Regions from separate parts of the Macaca mulatta genome. Here region 1 is linked to region 2. A link is a contact called in public Hi-C data. All regions are on one chromosome and are shown on one strand. The core of a region is the stretch at or near the end of the contact, and the rest is flanking DNA. Distances in the headings are between cores, read along the strand shown.

Region 1 (4,461 bases), core at 1,570-4,069, 89 kb after region 2:
CTCTTGGACAAGGTCTAAGACCATCCCCCAGCCAGTTTGTTCATGTATGGGAAATGGACAGTTTTTATTTTGAAAAACTCTGGGTGTGAAAGACCTCCCCAAAGCATCACTTTGTCTTCACTCAGCTATTAGAGGGGATATCCAGCCACAAGCCCTTGTATTTCTCAGAACAGATTGGACAGAAGCCTGTCTGGCTCCTAATATAGAGGGATGCATACCAAGCTCTCTCAGGGACCCAGCTAAACTAACTTTCCTTAAACATGAGATGTGTGAGACCTACACCACATTGATAATTGTGGTCACATATCCTACTAGAATTTTCTCTGGTCTCTTAACCTTTTTTGTAGACTGAAAGTCATACGCTGGTTTCTAGACAGTTGCTTTGCAGTCCTGCTTTGGTGGTCTTGCACCTTATATTATGATATAGGAGTAACTAGCATTTGTTGCTCAGCCAAAACTTGTTGCGGGAAGTCAGGGACCCCAAACGGAGGGACCGGCTGGAGCTGCGGCAGAGGAACATAAATTGTGAAGATTTCATGGACATTTATCAGTTCCCAAATAATACTCTTATAATTTCTTACACCTGTCTTACCTTAATCTCTTAATCCTGTTGTCTTTGTAAACTGAGGATGTACGTCACCCAGGACCACTAAGACAATTGTGTTAACTGAACAAATTGATTGTAAAACATGTGTGTTTGAACAATATGAAATCAGCGCACCTTGAAAAAGAACAGAGTAACAGCGATTTTCAGGGAACAAGAGAAGACAACCATAAGGTCTGACTGCCTGTGGGGTCAGGCAAAATAGAGCCATATTTTTCTTCTTGCAGAGAGCCTGTAAACGGACATGCAAGTAGGGAAGATATCGCTAAATTCTTTTCCTAGCAAGGAATGTTAATAATTAATACCCTGGGGAAGGAACGTATTCCTGGGGGGAGGTCTACAAACGGCCACTCTGGGAATGTCTGTCTTATGCGGTTGCGGTAAGGACTGAGATACACCCTGGTCTCCAGCAGTAACCTCAGGCTTACTAGGGTGGGGAAAAACCCCATCCTGGTAAATTTGAGGTCTGACTGGTTCTTTGCTCTCAAATCCTGTTTTCTGTTGTTTAAGAGGTTTATCAAGACAATACGTGCACTGCTGAACATAGACGCTTATCAGTAATTCTGCTTTTGCTCTTTGCCTTGTGATCTTTGCTTTTGCCCTTTGCCTTGTGATCTTTGTTGGACCCTTATCGGGAGTTTCTGATTTTGCCCTTATCCTGTTTCCTCAGAAGCATTTGATCTTTGTTCTCCTTTTTGCCCTTTGAAGCATGTGATCTTTGTGACCTACTCCCTGTTCACACACCTCCTCCCCTTTTGAAATCCTTAATAAAAACTTGCTGGTTTTGCAGCTTGGGGGGCATCATGGTCCTACCGATATGTGATGTCACCCCCAGTGGCCCAGCTGTAAAATTCCTCTCTTTGTACTCTTTCTCTTTATTTCTCAGCTGGCCGACACTTGTGGAAAATAGAAAGAACCTACATTGAAATATTGGGGGCGAGTTCCCCCAATAAAAACTGAGTGGGGAAGAGTCCCATTTTTACATCTTGTTACACATGCTAGCAAGAAATGGTCAGCACAAAAAAGCCCACTCATAAGAGAGTCAGCAAGCATGGTATAGCTCCTTCACATTCAGATCCCTAGAGAATGAAGAGCTGTTTTATCTCTCCAAAGCTGGCGTTTTTCTTGGTATGGTCATCGACATTCTCCAGATGCCACACGTTGGAGAGAGAAAGGTGAGGGCTGCCCTCAAGTGGTCTTACAGGCAGAAATTCCTAAGAGTGGATGGAGTGAAAGAACAGGAAAGAGCAGTGTAAGAGCTCACTAAGACACTTCCCAGAAGCCCAGGTGTGAAGGGCGGTGAGTGCTGGAGACCCCTGTCAGCAGAGGGGCCAAGTGCTACGGAATGTGGATGATCATCTTTAATGTGACCCCATGTGTTCTGTATTCCTGATACCAGTGCCATATTTTCCTTCAGATAAATTGAACTTAACTCCCACCAGCAACACGACGCTGTCTGAGAAAAGCCATTTTATATGGAAATGTTCGTTGGGTGACGATTATCCAGTATTATTAATAGAATGAGCTCAGGGCCGTGCCGAGGCTGCCCCGGCAGGAGTCCACGCTAACCAGCCTCCCCCATTCAGCGTCGTGAGGCGCGGGTTCCCGCTCCATGCCAGGTGCAGAGGGCGACACTGGCGACGTGCCACTCCACTCGCCTCCCAAGGCGCCCCCTCAGATGTTTGCGAACGCACATCAAAGCAGGCTCAAGACAATTGCTCCTGAGATGCCCGGCAGGACCCTGCCCTACCCGTCAGGCTCCATTTCTTGTTCCCGCAAATGGTGATGCCATCCCTGCCCTGTCAACCCCTCTGGGCTGTCGTAGGCCTCCAAGGAGACAAAAACACGAAGGAGCTTTGTGAACTGTGGCGCGCAGTGCACCTGTATGAAACATGAAATTATGACTAAAAATAAAGAGTACGAGGGGGAGGAGCGAGAGGCTGAGAGGCCCAGCGCGACAGGAGGCTGCGGGCGGAGACGCTGCGAGCGCCGCCAGGGCGGGCTGACTGGGAGGCGGCTCCGGGTTTGTCATTCGGCCCCGCCCACCACTGGTCCCCAAAGGCCCGAGGGCGCGTCCGCACCCCCTCTCCTGGCCCGCAGGCCCCTTCCCACCACAGATCCCTCCCAGCGCCTGCTCCATTCGCGACCCAGGTCCCGCCCCTGCGCCAGGGCTCCCGCGCCCACCCCTCCCCGGCAGGCCCCGCCCTCGTGCGGTCCCTCCCGGAAGCGCCAGCAGAGCGACCTCGTATGGAGCGCGAGCCCAGCGCCTCAGAGGCCGCCCCCGCGGCGGCCGTGCTTTTCGCCTGGGTACGTGACTCCGCCCCCGAGCCAGGGCCAGCTGAGGGGCGCCGAGACGTGGGAGCTCCTGGCCGCGGCCTGGGCAGTTCAGGGGCTGGGTGGCCGAGGTCCTAGCCGGGCTCTGGGTTGGAGGATCCTGGGCTGGGAGCAGGGGAGGAGCGGGCGGGGAGGGAAGGGTCTTTGCGGTCGACTTAGGGGCCTGCCGGCTGGCGGGGCCGGAGCCGGAGGGGCTGTGGCGCTGCGGGAAGAACCTGCCTCGGGGCAGAGCGTCTGGTTCCGCGAGAGCCCTCCAGCCCGCATAGCGCCTGGAAGATAGCGCGAAGGGCTCGGTGGAGAGGATCGCCCGGTCCCAGAGCCCCGTGGGGCCACCTGTGCCCCCCACCCTCCTGATGCCTGGAGGAGGGAGGCCGTGTCCCAGCCTGGCGAGTGCATCCTTTGGATGTGAGGCCTGCGGTGTTTGGTCGCGCACAAGGCACAGACCCTACCTATTTGCTGATACTCTGCTGTGACCTGTTCTTGCCTGTCTTGGGGGAGTTGGGCTGCTGTTGGTTTAACGGGAGCATTGGGAGAGACGGGGTCATCTTGATGTGTGTTTGGGAGACAGGAGGTTTCGTGCACAGGAGCGTGGCAGGTGGCCGACCAGCATGCACAGGAATGAGCAGTCGCTGCGTCTTGTGCTTCTTCATAGCACGTATCACAATTTTAATGATGTGTATAATTTATTATTAACGTCAGTCTCTCTGGCTAGAAAGTAAGTGTGGTGAGAGTGGGTGCTGTGCCTGTCTTGTTCACAGTGTCTCTCTTGGTGTCTGGCACATCGTAGGTCCCCAGTAAATACTTGTTGACGAATGAGTGAACGAGTATCCGTGTGCCTACCCATGTGCTGGTGTTGGGGAAATACACATGAGTGAAATACACATGAGTGAGAGACTTCCAGTTCTTGTGTTGGGTGAGAGCAAAAGTATAACCTGCATTGCTGTTAAAAATCAGTATTAATTGACCATTTTTTAAAGAAGTAATGATCAGTACAAGGCGGCACTTGTTGAATGTGGTGCTACAGTTTGGCAGGAGGGAGAGCATGGCCTGCGGTAGTCTGGCTGGCTGGCGTCTTTGAGGTGGCCCGGGAGCTGGGGGATTGAATATGTGCTGTCTCTGGCTTTTTCCAGGCAGGAGACTGGCGTCTGTGTGGACAGAGGAAACATCAGGCAGAAACAAACCTTTAATATTCGGCCTTGTCTGTACTGAAACAGTATGTCTGTAAAATATGTTTAATAGGTTGTTGACACCCTTCTGCTGTGTTTGGAGAACTGGTGGTGTGTTTTTGCTGCTGCATAATCTGAAACTGTGGGGGTGTGTTGGCCGGCTAGGGCTACCATAACAAAATACCACACAATAGAGGCTTAAACAACAGAAATTTATTTTCTCACAGTTCCAGAGGCTAGAAGGCCAAGATCAAGGTGTGAGTAGGTTTGGTTTCTCCCGAGGCCTCTCTCCGGCTTGCAGATGTCTGTTTCTCACTGTGTCCTCACATGGCTTTTTTCACTGTGTCCTCACATGGC
Region 2 (4,203 bases), core at 1,028-3,527:
CAAGTATATGTCAACATTTAGCATAAATTATATAGCATAAACCAGCAAGTATTGAACTGCGGACTTACATCAATATGATGGTTGGTAAACATAACCTATATGTGTGTATATAATAAAAGAAATGAGCTGGGTGTGGTGGCTCATGCCTGTAATCTTAACGCTTTGGGAGGCTGAGGTGGGAGGATCACTTGAGATCAGGAGTTGGAGACCAGCCTGAGCAACATAGGGTGACCCTCTGTCTCCAAAAAGGTAACTCTCTGCAAGCCTGGCTGCTGAAACTGCCTCTTGTAAACGGAGACCAGTTTTATCTAACAGCTGCTGAAACAACCTACTGTGCCTCTAAGACTAATTTTACCTGCTGCCATCTCTCACCAATCCTAGCTTGCAAGCTCCCCCAGACCTTACTAAAACCAATAAAATTTCTTTCAAAACAATGTGTAACACTTCTCCTTTTTATAAAACCCCCAACCTTCTCTTTGTTCTCCCTATATATCGAAGACAACCACCTGTCTCATCTGTGTGTATGCCGTGAATTGCAATTCTTACTTCCTAAATAAAATGCTTTAAGTTTAGAGATTCACCTCTATGTTTTATTTGACTTTGACATAAGTATCACAGTAATTCTAGGCAAACATTGGACACCTTCATTATGTTTTCTAATATAGTTATGACTGAGTATTTAAAATATTCAGGTGGACATTATTTTATTTTAAATAATTGCATGTCTCCATTCCTGTTTGGACATTATATTGATATTTTTGAAATTTCATCTGGAAGTAGGTTATATCATCTATAAATTTAATTCCATTAAATCAAAGTGGATAGTTGTAAATCAATTCCATCATAGGTAATTTGTTTAGTTTAATGTTTATGATTCTTATGGAGAAAATAAACAATGCAACCATTTAAAAAGTGTTTTTCATTTACCTTTGCATAGGTGCTTAAAATACATATTTCTGTTTCAAGATGACACTGAAAAATTATTCTAATATAACAGCAGCAAAAATGTAATTCTGCAATTATAAAAGTGCAAAACTGAAATTCATAATGAAGGTTTTCTCATGTTTACAATTATGGTTATTTAATCAATACTAATACTATGCAGGTCTGTTGTAAGATTTCTAGATTTGGTTTAAACACATGCACACAATACTGCCAGTTGTGGGAGGCTTTACAAGTTATATTTCATGCAACTTTTTTGAAAGAGTTCTAAAAGAGTCAGCCAGTCCACAAGACAGACAGAAAAAAGTTAAATTAACTGGAGTAAATTGGACTCTTAACATTTAAAGCATGCAAGATTCAGGAGGAAACTGGGAGTACTTTGGGACTGGCCTGCTATCTTCTTTAGTATTAATTTCATCTTAACAGTTTAAGAATTTGAACATTTTAACACCATCAAGTTCATTTAGGTGACGTGTTTCTTGTGTGTTAACTTGACTCCCCTGAATGATCTAGTTAGTGAACTAGAGTCACTAATAATTTGGTCACAAGGCAAATCAAGCCTACACGAAAGGAAGTGAAAACTCAAAATATCATAGTATCATCTGAACCTACTCAAATAATTCATTTTCAATATAAACATGTAACTTCAATAATGAGATGACTCATTAATGAGTCAAGCTCCTCCAACAAGACAACGACAACATCTCTTCTTCTAAGGTTTAGGTTTTGCATAGAAATCCGGATACATGGAACAGCCCATACCAACAGTCATTGCTCCTACAACAAAGCTGGACTGCCACACGCATGTGGATCAGGTGATGCGATATTTTACTATTTCCCCTGCTCTTCAATTTGTATAATCCATATGCAGCAACTACTGCAAAACCTGCCATTCCAATGAGGACAAATGGTGCCTCTTTAGCTTTACAAATCAGTTTGGATCCCTGGAATCCCTTACAAGTCATCCAGCTTCGCCCACGGATATTTTTAGGAATGGCAATGGTGACCAGAGATCAGAGGATTGTAGGAAGAGAGGGCGAATAGAGTAAGTTCGCTAGCTTTCAGATTCACATCTGTTCCTGAGGCTTCCTCCCTGCCCCCACCCTTCCTTCTTCAATCAGGCTAAGAGCTCCTGGAGAAATGGAACACCTGATTCAGTGAGGGTGACAAATAATTATGAGTATATTCGTGCCTGGGTCCTGGGTAGAATGGGGTGGGTGAGGTCAAGCCATCTTGGCTGGCTGGCCAAGCTCCGAACAGCAGGGGGCGCTGTAGGGGGAGTCCCGCCGGGTGCGCCGGGCGCTCTGGCACTAGGGTGCCGGTCGTCTCCTCCGCAGCTTCCGGCACGGCCTTCGAACGCGGGACGCGGCAGTCATGGATCGCAACCCCTCGCCGCCGCCTCCGGGTCGCGACCAGGAGGAGGAGGAGGTGGCCGGTGGAGACTGCATAGGGAGCACGGTTTACAGCAAACACTGGCTCTTCGGCGTCCTCAGCGGACTCATCCAGGTGTGGAAACTCGCGCCACGCGTGGGCTCTTCCCACATCCCCCAGGCACCCGGGCTCCGCCTCTGGCGGCTCCTCCTGCCCCGGGAGCCGCCATCCCCACAAAGACCCCTCCCCAGGCGTGCGCTGCGGGACCTCGCTTGTTGCGTTTCGCCGGCCGCTGCGGACCCCAGAACTATCTGGGGCCCCTCGGGGTCTCTCGACACAAAGGGAAGTATAATGTTAGGGATGCTGGAATACTTGCGGTTCTATTGTAGTTTCGCAAGTTCTCCAAAAATACACGATCGTGTAACTGCATTGCTCGGGTTTTACTCCCCATCCCCACTGTCATTTCTGAAGCCCAGGTCCTTAGTTTATATATTTCATGGACTATAGTTGTAATATAATAAATGGTGATTTTAGGGTTATACAACTTTTATATAAAAAACGTGGCTTCTGACTAGGCGCGATGGGTCACGTCTGTAATGCCAACACTTTGGGAGGCCGAGGCGGAAGGATCGCTTGAGCCAGGAGTTCGAGACCAGCCTGGGCAACACAGAACTGGTTTCTACAAACTTAAAAAAAGTCGGTCGTGATGGTGCACACCTGTAGTCCCAGCTACTCAGGAGGCTGAGGCTGGAGGATCGTTTGAGCCTGGAGTTGGAGGCTGCAGTGAGCTGTGATCCAGCTACTGCACTCCAGGCTGGGGGACAGAGGGAGACCCTGTCTCAAAAAAACAAAAAACACAGCTTCATTACCCACTAGCTGCAGGTCACCTAACGGCTCAGAACCTCTATTTCTCTCTTAATTTCTATAAAATGGGATTATAATATTTATATTATTATATATAGGGTCATTGTGTAGGTTAAGTGAGATTATAATGGCCATAGAGTGCTTAGCATGGTGTTTGACTTATAGGAGGCTGTCAGTAAATGTGGGTTTTCTTCTCCCCATGTTTCCCTCATTGGTTCCTCTGCTTCTCTTCTCTATCCTCTCCAGTTAATTTTCTACACAGCTGCCAGAATAATCTTTAAAGACAGCGCTATTCATGACACTGCTTAGTTCCCTTTGCATAGGAGAAAAATGCATATTTCTTGAAGCTTGGGATCCAGGGCTGTTTATACATTTTCCAGCCTCATCTTCTCGTGATACACTATGTTCCATCAACAGCGAACTGTTCACCATCCCCAAACATGCTAGGCCCTCTCTCAACTCTGAACTCTTGTACTTTCCTCTGAATACTCACTTCTCTCCTTCTTCACATGACAAACTACTATTCTTCCTTTAAAATTTAGCTTAAATATCAACACCTAAGAGAAAGTTCCCCATCTTCTCCCAGGAATAGGTCATTGGTCCATCATTTTTGCTACCACAACTTTTTGTCCACAATTCATTTGAATCACTTTGCCTTTTTTTTTTCTTTTTTTTTTTTGAGACGGAGTCTCGCTCTGTCGCCCAGGCTGGAGTGCAGTGGCCGGATATCAGCTCACTGCAAGCTCCGCCTCCCGGGTTCACGCCATTCTCCTGCCTCAGCCTCCCCAGTAGCTGGGACTACAGGCGCCCGCCACCTCGCCTGGCTAGTTTTTTGTATTTTTTTTTAGTAGAGACGGGGTTTCACCGTGTTAGCCAGGATGGTCTCGATTTCCTGACCTCGTGATCTGCCCGTCTGGGCCTCCCAAAGTGCTGGGATTACAGGCTTGAGCCACCACGCCCTGCCCACTTTGCCTTTTCTAATATGACTATCCCTTTACATGTCTTTCCCCACTAGATCCTAAAAGT

What was found. Hi-C and Micro-C count contacts between places; a contact is called where the count stands out from the background.
Region 1: a contact with region 2 is called in a Hi-C map of liver, with 3 times the contacts expected there. The contact joins the promoter of SERGEF here to the promoter of SAAL1 in region 2. A contact is called at or near these places in 4 of 14 Hi-C or Micro-C datasets (cortical neurons, fetal cortex germinal zone, fibroblasts and 1 more).

What each region holds. Positions count from the first base shown.
Region 1 is chr14:47,437,526-47,441,986 of T2T-MMU8v2.0, forward strand. It overlaps SERGEF (secretion regulating guanine nucleotide exchange factor), which reads left to right and starts at 2,820. Exons shown (of 12, transcript XR_013403975.1): 1 at 2,820-2,911.
Region 2 is chr14:47,349,287-47,353,489 of T2T-MMU8v2.0, forward strand. It overlaps SAAL1 (serum amyloid A like 1), which reads left to right and starts at 2,278. Exons shown (of 11, transcript XM_028833579.2): 1 at 2,278-2,448. The coding sequence starts at 2,317.